Regions from separate parts of the Zea mays genome. Here region 1 is linked to region 2. The links are chromatin contacts, called in public Hi-C maps. All regions are on one chromosome and are shown on one strand. The core of a region is the stretch at or near the end of the contact, and the rest is flanking DNA. Distances in the headings are between cores, read along the strand shown.

The links. Hi-C and Micro-C count contacts between places; a contact is called where the count stands out from the background.
Region 1: a Hi-C map of tassel shows a contact between it and region 2, with 2.8 times the contacts expected there. The contact joins the promoter of LOC100282740 here to the promoter of LOC103650681 in region 2. A contact is called at or near these places in 3 of 25 Hi-C or Micro-C datasets (ear, root tip and tassel).

Annotation. Positions count from the first base shown.
Region 1 is chr3:145,814,600-145,821,110 of Zm-B73-REFERENCE-NAM-5.0, forward strand. It overlaps LOC100282740 (MON1), which reads left to right and starts at 3,791. Exons shown (of 14, transcript NM_001155646.1): 1 at 3,791-4,211; 2 at 4,300-4,379; 3 at 4,463-4,534; 4 at 4,625-4,664; 5 at 4,794-4,895; 6 at 5,028-5,149; 7 at 5,250-5,382. The coding sequence starts at 3,849. It overlaps LOC103650682 (ABC transporter B family member 20), which reads left to right. Exons shown (of 11, transcript XM_020550329.2): 10 at 5-246; 11 at 1,864-3,539. The coding sequence ends at 3,093.
Region 2 is chr3:145,580,115-145,586,169 of Zm-B73-REFERENCE-NAM-5.0, forward strand. It overlaps LOC103650681 (protein NETWORKED 2D), which reads right to left and starts at 2,283. Exons shown (of 2, transcript XM_008676244.3): 1 at 2,071-2,283; 2 at 1-1,774. The coding sequence starts at 2,164.

The sequences.
Region 1 (6,511 bases), core at 2,541-5,040, 240 kb after region 2:
CCAGCAATTCTGCGCAATGAAGTTGGTTGGTTTGACGACGAAGAAAATAGTGCAGACATATTATCAATGAGACTTGCAAATGATGCAACATTTGTCCGCGCTGCTTTCAGTAACAGACTTTCTATATTCATTCAGGATACATCGGCCATTCTTGTTGCACTTCTTCTTGGTATGTTACTACAATGGCGTGTTGCTCTTGTTGCATTGGCAACGTTACCCATCCTTATCATTTCTGCGGTTGCACAGGTTAGCTCTCATCCATTTCAACATCCAACATAATTTTACTATATTCCTAAGAAGGGCGGGCCTGGCGCAATGGTGAGAGCTGTCTCACTGAGTCACCAGGTCATGGGTTTGAAGCAGTCTCTCCGCATTTACATGGGGAAGGCTCGCCTCAGTCTATCCTTTCCCTAGACCCCACTCACGTGGGAGCCTCCGGCACTGGGTCTTCCCCTCCTCAACATATTAAGGTCTATTATATGGAAGTAAAGCCTTTCCTTACCTGTATGTATGTATTTTATTATGGCTCTCTAAGTTTTGAAGTATATATTTTATGGAACTTAATGTGGAACAGAATCAAATATTTTTGTTCTTGAACACACATGAGAGCTGCACATCTTTATAGTGCAGAGAGAAGAAATAACAGCCCCTTACAAACAACCTTCCCATCTCAATTATGAGACAAGGAAGGGAGACACCGGATTGGCAGATTCTCATCTCCTCCTGGAAGGTAGTATTGAACATTGGTGAGAGGAGAGGCGCCATTAGAGAGACACTTGTTCCTTTGAAACCACAGGGTCCAAGCACCCAAAATCACAACAGTATTAAACCCCTTCTTTTGGCCTTATCAAACCATAAATTTGCCTTATCAATCCCTTGAATTGCATCAAAACTTAATCTTGCAGTTACAGATGAGCTGCACTAAGGTCACTGTGCCAGGTCCGGCAGTACCTTTTGTGCTTCTAATAACTTTGAAGAAAGTGAGACTTCTAGTCTCTATGACAAGGTTATATTAAGCGCTAGGCGTTAGGCCACTGCTTAGCTCCTAGAGAGCTTAAGTGTTTATAGGAAACAGTTTTAGCTAGGAATCAGGAGTTTTAGCTAGGCTCAGATGAAGACATCTTATACAAAGCATGTACTAATTAAGCTTCCAAGTCAAAGCATCCGTCTTAGACATAGAACAGAACAGAGGAGATGGAGGAGCAACAGATAAATAGCAAAGGGGGAGACTGGAAGACTGGAGGAGCAGCAGAACTATGGCGTCGCTGACCCTGGTGGGCGGCGGCTGGGGAAGACAGGAAGAGCCGAAGAGGACAAACGGACAGGCGGTGACGGCAGACCTGGTCGACTGGGGAAGAGGGCCTGACCGGCGGCAGCAGCAGCTTCCACAAGCTCTTTCTTTCCCACCGTTTCCCTCCTCTCCCACACGGCAGCTCTCGCCCTGTTTCCTTCTCTCACATGCAGCAGCATGCCAGCAGCTCCCACCTCCCGCACGTCTTTTCTTTCCCGTCGTCCTTTTCCACCCTTCTTTTTCCCGCCCTTCTTTTAAACTTTCATGCGCTTTTCCGTGCGCCCAGGCCCGCTTCCACCCGCATTTTTCCGCTTCAGCGCGCACAACGCAAATTAGGCGTCGCCTACGCGCGCCCACCGCGGAAAACAGCGCCTATGGCATAAGTGCCGCGCTAAGGCATCGCTTAACGCCTAATCGCGATTAGGCGGGCGCTTAAACACACTTTTTGAACATTGCTCTATGAAACTGAAAAATGTTTGATAACATGCATTTATTTTAATACCTTGCTTCAAATAGTAAACCTCCTCGTCGAACTGCTTGATTGGGCTCACACTTGGATTGCTCTTCTGCAGAAAATGTGGCTTTCTGGCTTTTCCAGAGGAATTCAGGAGATGCACAGGAAGGCTTCTTTGGTTCTTGAAGACGCTGTGAGGAATATCTATACTGTGGTGGCTTTTTGTGCTGGTAACAAGATAATGGAACTTTATAGATTGCAGCTTGGCAATATTCTCAAGAAAAGCTTTATACATGGGATGGGCATTGGTTTTGCCTTTGGCTTCTCTCAGTTCCTTCTTTTCGCATGCAATGCACTTCTGTTGTGGTATACAGCCGCTGCTGTGAAGGACGGACATCTCAGTCTCGTAACAGCTGTCAAGGAGTACATTGTCTTCTCTTTTGCGACTTTCGCACTGGTGGAACCATTTGGCCTTGCCCCTTATATACTGAAACGCCGGAAATCCCTGACCTCAGTATTTGAAATTATTGATCGTGTACCCAAGATTGATCCAGATGATGCCAGCGGCCTGAAACCACCTAACGTGTATGGGAGCATTGAATTTAGGAGTGTTGAATTTTGCTACCCTACGCGCCCTGAGATGATGGTTCTGAGTAATTTTAGCCTCAGAGTGAGTGGAGGACAGACTGTTGCTGTAGTAGGTGTATCAGGATCCGGGAAGAGCACAATAATTTCTTTGATCGAGAGGTTCTACGATCCAACTGCTGGGCAAGTTTTGTTGGATGGGCGTGATTTGAAGTTGTTCAACTTGAGATGGCTGCGGAGCCACATGGGGTTGGTTCCTCAGGATCCTGTTATATTTTCAACAACCATAAGAGAGAACATAATATATGCAAGGCACAATGCAACTGAATCTGAGATGAAGGAAGCTGCCAGGATCGCGAATGCCCATCACTTCATCAGTAGTCTGCCTCATGGTTATGATACACATGTGGGAATGCGTGGGGTGGATTTGACTCCCGGGCAGAAGCAGCGCATTGCCATTGCTCGTGTGGTGTTGAAGAATGCGCCCATTTTGCTGCTTGACGAGGCCAGCTCCGCTATCGAATCTGAGTCGAGTAGGGTGGTCCAGGAAGCCCTTGACACATTGATCATGGGAAACAAAACAACGATTCTGATCGCACACAGGGCAGCGATGATGAAGCATGTGGATAGCATCGTTGTGCTAAATGGTGGTAGGATCGTCGAGCAGGGAAGTCATGATTCGCTGGTGCAGTTGAATGGTTTGTATGTGAAGCTGATGCAGCCTCATTTTAGCAAAGGGTTTCGCCAGCGTAGACTAATATAGCGGCTCTGGTTGTAGATGGTGTACATTAGCCCGCCCGTGGAGCTAAGCTAATCAGCTCTGCTTCACTGACCAGATGCCCTGTGGCCATTCCTTTTTTTTTCTTTCCTTTTTGGTAATCGCTAATTCTTTTTTCAGTGTGTGTTTGGTGATCACGAGGCTGGGAAGGGTGTTACCCTGTTCGGTGTAGTTTTTGTTAGCTTATTTTTTCTTTTGTGGTAGCCTTTAGAATTTGGTCTTGCTGATGCTGGGTTTGGGTGTAGTTTGGAACTGGAATTGTAATTGTAATCAGAGCAGTGGTGGGAGGAGGAAGCGCGCACTATTGTTTCGCCAGTAACTGTCTAGTCTAAGCAAGCATGATGATGCTAGGAGATGGTTTTGTGGTAGTCAGCATCATTGTAACCTCTTGTGATTGTTATTTGCAGAAAATTAAACTACATTTTCAGTCATGTGTACCTTTTCTTTTTGGTTGATTGCTGTGTAACCTCTTGCTTAACTGCCCCATCTATATATAAAATATAATATAGTACAAGTTAAGCGGTGAAGCAGCTCGAAACAGATAGAAAGGCCAGTGAGCCTGAATGGTTGTGTGGGCCTGGGCTCAGAGTGGCAGAGTGCAACACCGTCGCCAACAACAAATCAAACAAACAGGGGGCGGATGCGGGATCTATCTGGCATCTGTCTGATCCCATTTTCCCCAAAACAAAACGACTCGTTCTTTCCCGGGGGAGGGGAGGACTGGAGAAGCCTGGCCAGCCATGGACCCGCCCAACCCTAACCCCAACGATGCCCCGTCGCTCCCAGCCGAATCCGCGGCCAGACTCGCCGCCCTCTCCCTTTGTGGCACCAGGGACCTTCCCCCGGACTTCCACACCGCCGAGATCCTCGACGACGACGAGGGCTACCTCACCTCCGCGTCCAGAGGCGGGAGCAGCACCTCCGCGTGGAAGGAGGCGCCCGAGGGACTCCACGACGATGACAAGGATGGGGACGATGTCTCCCAGCCCAGCCCCAGAAGCAGCGGATACGCTGGCGAGCGCGGAAGCAGCCTTGATGACGACGCCGACCCCGACCCCGACCCCGACCAGGATTGGGCGCGCGGCAAGAAGCATCCCCACGAGGTGAGCTCGTTACAGACCTCCGTCAATCCCCATCACCCACTTGGGCTTCGCCTCAAGCGGCCGTGGACCTGCCGCTCTCATGTTTCAGGACGATGCTTCCTCTTCGTGGAGGAAGAGGAAAAAACATTTCTTCATTCTGAGCAATTCTGGCAAGCCAATATATTCCAGGTATAGAGGATCAGGAATTCCCTCACAGGGACGTTGCATGTACTATGAAACCATGACACCGCTACCACCTTTGCAACTTTCAGGTATGGGGATGAGCACAAGCTAGCCGGATTTTCTGCTACGCTGCAAGCAATCATTTCCTTTGTCGAGAACAGGTATGTATATGGCCTTGCGTTTGTTATAGCAATAATTTTACTTGTCTGCCGTTCTTTAACTCTGCCTCACCTTACGTCCTCTCATTCCAGTGGCGACCATATCAAATTTGTGAGAGCTGGCAAACATCAGGTCCGCTTGCCTTCCTTGTCATGTATACTGTCGTATTAAATCTTATTTTAGATTGCAAGACATGCTTTATTCCTTCGAGATGAATAATTAATGCTGCATGCTACTAAGTTCTTTAATGCTTTCTTTCAGATAGTTTTCCTTGTGAAGGGGCCAATATATTTAGTTTGTATAAGCTGCACAGAAGAGTCATATGAAGGACTGAGGGGGCAACTAGAGCTCATGTATGGTCAGGTGCTTCCGCTGCTGCATTCATCTGTTGATACTATTATTTCTTTATTTGTGGACTTCTAGCCTGGCTAAGTTTATGCAGACATGCCTTCGCCATCCTTGTACTGACATGTCTCTGAAAATATGACTTTGCAGTTGTTGCTTATTTTGACAAAGTCAGTCAATAAGTGCTTTGAGAAGAACCCCAGATTCGATATGGCAACATTGCTTGGTGGCACTGATGCAGTTTTCCTATCTCTTATACATGCATTCAGCTGGTCAGTCAATTTTTTTTCCTTCGCTTGGGACTCATTTTATGCCACATAAGTGTTTGAACATGTAGCGCTCTCTGGGAGTTTCATTGAAACAAATGTACAGGAATCCGGCTACTTTTCTTCATGCCTACACATGTCTTCCTCTTGCTCAATCAACAAGGCAGGCAGCTAGTGCAGTTTTGCAGGACATCGCTGATTCAGGGGTTCTATTTGCGTTATTGATGTGTGAGCACAAGGTCTGTCCAACTCCATGACAGCTTGCACTTTGATACTAATTATATACGGCTTGATAACCACAAATTAAGTGTTAACGTTCATTTGTTATCAAATCCTGACACTTCGTTGATATGTAGTGTAAAGCAAGTTTCCATAATAGTTATTTATCTTTTTTCTCGAAAACGCGCAGGAGAACTGCACCCCTTTATAAATTAAGAAGATAGAATAAAGAGGTCTAAAGTAGACCATACATCAGCAGGCCTCCTCACGGGGGCCAGAAAATAGCATACAAAAAAGAATTCATCATGTGAAAGAAAAAACAACACACCACCCTAGGGAGCAGCTGCAGAGGCAGCCAGAGAACATATGCCCTTCGCCCCAGCTGCTTCCCAACGACTTCTCTCCTCATCTGCCAAAGTAAGGATATAGGTGAGGCATGGAGACAATCTATCGAAGACACATTTGTTCCGATGGATCCAAATAGTCCAAGCACCCAGGATTAGGGCTGGAAAAAAAGCTCGAGGCTCGCGAGCCGGCTCGGGCTCGATCAGGCTCGGCTCGGCTCGGTGAGACTCGCGAGCCTAAACGAGCCCGAGCCGAGCCTAATTCTGCGGCTCGCTACACTAACGAGCCGAGCCGAGCCGGCTCGGTGAGGCTCGCGAGCCGGCTCGAGGCTCGGTCCAAACTACTGCTTACTCGTATCTCCGTTGACCAGTGTGTAAGTGTGCTATTTTGGTCACAATTCACAAGGAACTAGAGTGCAGGGACATAATTTTTTATTATATGGAACATATTGTGCTTCAAATTTGAGCTAATGACTATAATTACTGTTGTTGAGTATTTGAGTGTACAGGCTCGCGAGCCGAGCCGAGCCGAGCCGGCTCGCGAGCCTATATCGAGCCGAGCCGAGCCTCATTATCGAGCTCGCTAAGTGACCGAGCCGAGCCTGGCTCGGCTCGCTATTCTACCGAGCCGAGCCTGGCTCGGCTCGGCTCGTTTCCAGCCCTACCCAGGATGATAAGGGAGTTAAGTCCTTTTCTGGTAACACCTTATGATAGTTATTTATCAACACTTTATGTTCCACTTGCACCTTCAACAGGTTCATACGTAGGTGTGTTTCCATTTTGTACTGTGAAACTGTGTTTCTAG
Region 2 (6,055 bases), core at 1,033-3,532:
CACGAACCCTCGCTGCCTCCTTCCCCTGCTGCTGCAGAGCTGCTTTTGATGATTCCTTCACGCAGTGTCCGGATCTCATTCAGGCAGTCCTGGTTCTTTTTCTCCATCTCTACAAGCTTCCTCTTGGCGTCCTTGTAGTCCTCAAGGAGTGAAGTGTACTCACCTAAGAGGACCTTCTCCTTATCGTCTAGACTATCTGTGAGCCTCTCCTGCAGCTTCATCATGTCAGTCACGGCAGAAGACGACAGGCCTTCCTGTCCATCGCAACCTCCACCAAGGTTACCTGAAGAAATGTGACGAAGCCGTACCAATGAACCCCTCTCACGTGAAATTCTGTCCTGCTGGCCGACGTCTAACTGTTGCTCACTAATAAGCTTAGTGCTACCTGACGACGACTCATCGCTGTCTGCCACAAGTGCATCGTTAGGATCATCCACCACCTTCTCCATGTCACAGCACTCATTTGATGACGACGGCCCTAAAGACTCAATTTCTTGGGACGTGCGTGCGGCAGATGCGGAATCACAGACCGGCGATAGCAACAGCTCTGATATCTCATGGAGTCTGCTTATTGCTTCTAAGAAGTTGGAACGGATTGTGCTTTCATCTTTGTGGAAGGAGCTTTCGAGAGCCTGAGCCCTGACAAGCTCCTCTTCTGCTTGCCTAAGCTTCTCGATCAATTCATTTGATCCAGTGCTGGGCAGCTCGGTAGTATTCTCGTCCTCCAGGCCTTGCAGGGAATCCTCCAGCTCATTGTTTTCCTGGCGAAGTCGATCGATCTGGGAGGTTTGTGCTGAAACCATGAGGTCCAAGTCAACGACCATGTTGACAATTTCATCGATCCTCTCTGTAACTTCTGCCATGGAGATGTTGCAGTCAGACTCGAAGTGTTCCTTGATCTTGTCAATGATAGACTCCGCGTCTATTGCACATTGTTTGACATAGCACACATTCTCCATTCCTGCGCCATGGCTCTTCCGAGTGGTGTTCTTCTCTGAAAGGTCCAGAGAGACCGGTAGAGATTTGCCGTGTTTGTTCATTATAGCCTTGAGCTTCTCTCTGAAAACCTTGACTCTTTCCGATTCTCCCACTGCCTGCTCCGCAGATGCCTTCCGCTGTTCTTGCAGTTTGACAATGGTGTCTTCGCAGGACTTGAGGGCAGTCGCTGTCATCAAGGCTCTGGCTTCATCATCTTCAATCACCGCGCTTTCATCAAACTTATCTTGGAAGTGACAAACTTGCTCCTGCATGTCATGGATTTCCTTCTCGAGATCCCAGTACTTTGCAATGCCGCTCTCATAGGAGCTTTTGATAAACTCTTTCTCAGTCTGCATGGCCAATATAGCTTTCTGTAGCCTGCTGATCTCTTCCCGTGCATTCTCCTTGTTGACTGGAGCTGAGGTTGCTCCTCCAACCATGGACCCAGGATGCTCTCCTTTCTTCTTCTTCTTCATCATCAATCCATCAACAGTTGACTTGTGGATTTTGCGTGGGTCGACTGGGGTGAACGCCTTTGGGATGTTATCATCCTCCTCTTCCAGCATTGCATACTGGACCTGGTCAGGAAAGGCTGTGGCAATGGTGTGATTTGCTTTGTGTAGCTCCCCTGACATGATGTCATACCGGTCAGCCAGAGCCTTGTATGCCCGGTATACCTCTTCCACCTGAGTGATCACCTCAGGTCGCCTCTTGTAGTACATCTCTGCCCTCTTTGAGAAGGAATCGGCCTCCTCCCCAAGGAGCAAGAGCATGCACTTGACCCTGTGTTCCATATCTGCAAATAAGTACCAAGATTAGTTGTTTTGTTAGGTGCAAAAACATATATATATATATATATATATATATATATATATATATGTATATATATATAATTATTTTCTAAACACAAGTGCTGATAAATTCCTTTAGAATATTCATTCGTATCTGGCTCTGATGATATTCTAAAATCTGCTGTCAGACTTGTCGCACAAGGACAGGTAAGGAATGAAGGGCAGACAGATGCATTACTAATTTACTGTGAAATGAAAATCATCATGCAACAAGGTTGATCAAACAAGATGAAACAAATACCTTGGAGGTGGTTGTCGAGCCATTTTGACTGTTTGGTGCGGATGTGGCTTGCCCACCACCATGAATATGCATTGCTCGCTGCCCGCTGCAGCATCCTTTCCTGTCTCTTCCTCCTCCTCCTTCACCTTGTCCAAGATCCAATCTAGCGGCATTAATCTTTTCTTGGCATAACAATTACCATGCGAAAGAATAGAGAGAGGCTCGAGCAAGAAAGGAGGAGGGGGGAGAGGTCATCGTGAGGCTGCTGATAGCCAAGTCCCAAACACACAGCAGTCAGTGGCTAAAAATAGCAAATATGCATGGTCCTCTTCAAGAGTCATGCATTGCCATGTTGGGAGCATCTGCAGACATGTCACACAGTTAGGCCTCAGACAAGGAGACCTCATCTCTCCTTACCTCTTTATTATTGTAGCTGATGTTCTCCTGTAACACCTGAAGAGAACCTGGGCACTAAACAAGGCGAAGGCAAGATCTGAAGCTGCTGCTGGCGAAGGCGTGGCGAAGGCGTTGTCGGGCAGAGCGGTGTGAGTGTCAAGTTGTTTTTTCGTGTGGGCCGTGGGCCGTATGGTGTGTGTGAGGTCAGGCTAGCCCATGAAGGGGTGGAGTTATAAGCTGTAAACGAACAAGAGAGTTATAAAAGAACAGAATTTGAAATTACCACCAAACTCGCGGGTTGTCCTCAACGGCGACGGCGATTCTAGCTCCCATCCCGGTGATGCTCACCGACGGCAGGGTCATAACAACTTGACAGCGCCGATCTAGACGCCTATCATTGTGTACCGACGGCGGTGCTCTCTACGACGTCGTAGACGGTCCACAGCCGAGGGTCGGATGGTCCACGACCTACGGCAAGAGCGGAGTTCCCTACATCAAGCCAGCAGATCAAGCCAGATGCTCTGCGGCTAGTTGATGGACGGTCCATGTGTGCATATGGATGGCAAAGTTCACCAACGGCATCTGGATCTCACTTCCCGAGAGAAGAGATCATAGGTTTGTCTTGTGATCGACAGGCCACCCAAGACGCCTCTAGACGACGTAGAGTCAAAGAAAGGTGAAGATTTTGGATAACATCAAGTTTTATAAAAAGATGACATCAAGTTTATAAGAAGATAACATCAAGTTTCTACATAAAAATGGTAAAGAGAAATATTGATTATATTAAAACTAGGATAGTTAGAGTGATTTCACGTGTAACTCACGCAATAGTGGAAATAAAATAGAAGGAACATTGAAATCTTGTGAATTTTATGGTCCCATTATTTTTATAACTATATGTGGTCATATGTTGTACTTACGTGTAATTTCATGAATTTCTGGGGCTATTTATGCATTATTAATTTCTTTCTACATAAAATCATCAAAAATATAATTAAATTCATAAAATACACTAGTTTTGACCCAAAATTGCAAAAAAAGATACCAAAACTAATAAACATTCTATTTGAGATAACCTTAAGTCCCCACATGAAAATGATAAGTGAAGTATTGATTATGTTAAAACTTCGATACATATAGTGATTTCACGTGTAACTCGCGCAATAAGTTGAAGTGGAATGAAAGAAACACTAACATCTTATGGATTTTATAGTCCAAATGTTTTTTAGGACTATATGTTGATATATGTTGTGTATCCGTAAAAATTCATGTATTTATGAGGTTGTTTGTGTATTATTATTATTATTCTGTAGAAAATCATAAAAATGCAATTAAATTCATAAAATATTCTAGTTTCACTCAAAAATTGCAAATAAGTTACAAAAACTAATAAACATTCTATACAAAGATAACCCAAGTCCTCGCATGAAAATGATAAAGTAAAGTACTGATTATGTTGAAACTTAGATATTTAGAGTGATTTTCACATGTAGCTCATGAAAGGATCACGATGCCCAAGAGGGGGGGTGAATTGGACTTTTCTAAAAATCAACACTAATTAAAACCTAAGCAAGAGCTAAGCAAGAGCCCAACTTCACCCCAACAACTAGCACTAAGATAATAATGTTAGAAATGCAACGATGCTAAGACAATACTTCAAATACTTGCTAAACAAATACACAATGTAAAATGCTTGAATTAAAGTGTGGAATGTAAAGCAAGGTTTAGAAGACTCCTCCAATTTTTCCTGAGGTATCGAAGAGTCGGCACTCTCAACTAGTCCTCGTTGGAGCACCCGCGCAAGGGTATCGCTCCCCCTTGGTTCTCGCAAGAACCAAGGTGCCGTTTGGTTCCCAAAATGTAACGTAAATAGTAACGGTAATGGTTTACATTCGATTACCGTTGGTAACAAGTTTGAATAGGCTGGTATTAATTCCTAGTGTAGTATCCGATTACGGTTGAACTTAAACAAACATGATTTAACGTTATTTGTTACCTATTACATTACAAACATATGAACCAAATAGCACCCAAGTGCTCACTACGAGATGATCCTTTGCCACTCCGGCGCGGTGGATCCCTCACGACCGCTTACAAACTTGAGTCGGGTCACCAACAAGATCTCCACGGTGATCACCGAGCTCCCAACACCACCAAGTCGTCTAGGTGATGCCGATCACCAAGAGTAACAAGTCGTAGACTTTCACTTGACTAAGAGAAGCCTAATGCAAGTGGTGTGTGCTCTAGGTGGCTCTCGCTAGCGCTAATGAGGAACAAATACGGGATTAAGATTCTCTAATCTCCTCACTAGGCTTTTGGTGCTTGCAATGCTCTACCAATGTGCTGGAATTAATGTGGGCAGCAAGACATTGAATATGGTGGGTGGAGGGGGTATAAATAGCCCTCACCCACCAACTAGCCGTTACCACCAAAGTTCTGCGCATGGGCGCACCGGACAGTCCGGTGCGCCACCGGTGCACCAACGGTGCGCTACCGGTGCGCCAACGGTCGACTCCAACGGCTAGTTCTGACAGCTAGCCATTGGGCAGATGGCACACCGGACAGTGAATAGTCACTATCCGGTGCACTGTTCGGTGCACTATCCGGTGCGCTGTCCGGTGTGCCACTAAAATTACACTCAGGAACCTTGCGCTCTCGGGTTTCTGCGTGGGGAAACCCTTCCCCTGGGCCAGCCTGGCCCCACCTGGCAGAGGGTGCACCGGATAGTCTGGTGCACACCGGACAGTCCGGTGCCCCAAGGCCAGAAACCCTACTTTCTGTTTTGTGCTGTTTTTCAAATTGATTTTCGTTCTAACTTGAGTGTATGTTCTAGAGTGTCACCTAGCACTATATGTGAGTGTGAATATGCAACAACACTACACTAGAACTCTCTTGGTCAAACTACTCATCGACAACCCCTCTTTATAGTACGGCTAAAACAGAATAAAAGACCTAACTAAATCACGAGTGTCCACAACTCCTTGACACTCGGACTATGTAGTCCTTCACCTTTTGTTTCGTCGTTTTAGTCGTCGCTTCGAGTTCTTATCTCTGGGATTGTTTTCACGTTGTAGTACTTCTACCTGTAATGCGACCTAACTTACCATTTGTCTCTGCAAAACACACGTTAGTCACATATAACATTACGTTGTCATTAATCACTAAAACCAACCAGGGGCCTAGATGCTTTCAATCTCCCCCTTTTTGGTGATTGATGACAATCCTACAAGTTTTGTGAGAGTAGTTTGTTTTGAAATTTCTGTCAATAGAGAAGATGATTAGTTGTACTTCAGTAATCTTTGACAGGAAAAGTGTGTAACATAATAATATGAATGAGCGCATACACATTGTAAGTTTCTTGTTCATATACAAAAGTGAAATCAAATCGATGAACAAGAACTAGAAGACTGGTGATAACATATAAGGTGAAAACGTAATACACACACAGTCAACATAAGCATCGAGAGTATATAACAGAGTTTGTGAGCCAAAAGCATCATACAAAAGTGAAGTTAGTACAGAGAGTAACAAGCACATACATTACATCAAAATGACTCTCTACTAACTCCCAAACTCCCCCTAGCTCTCACAACTCATATCTCTCCCCCTT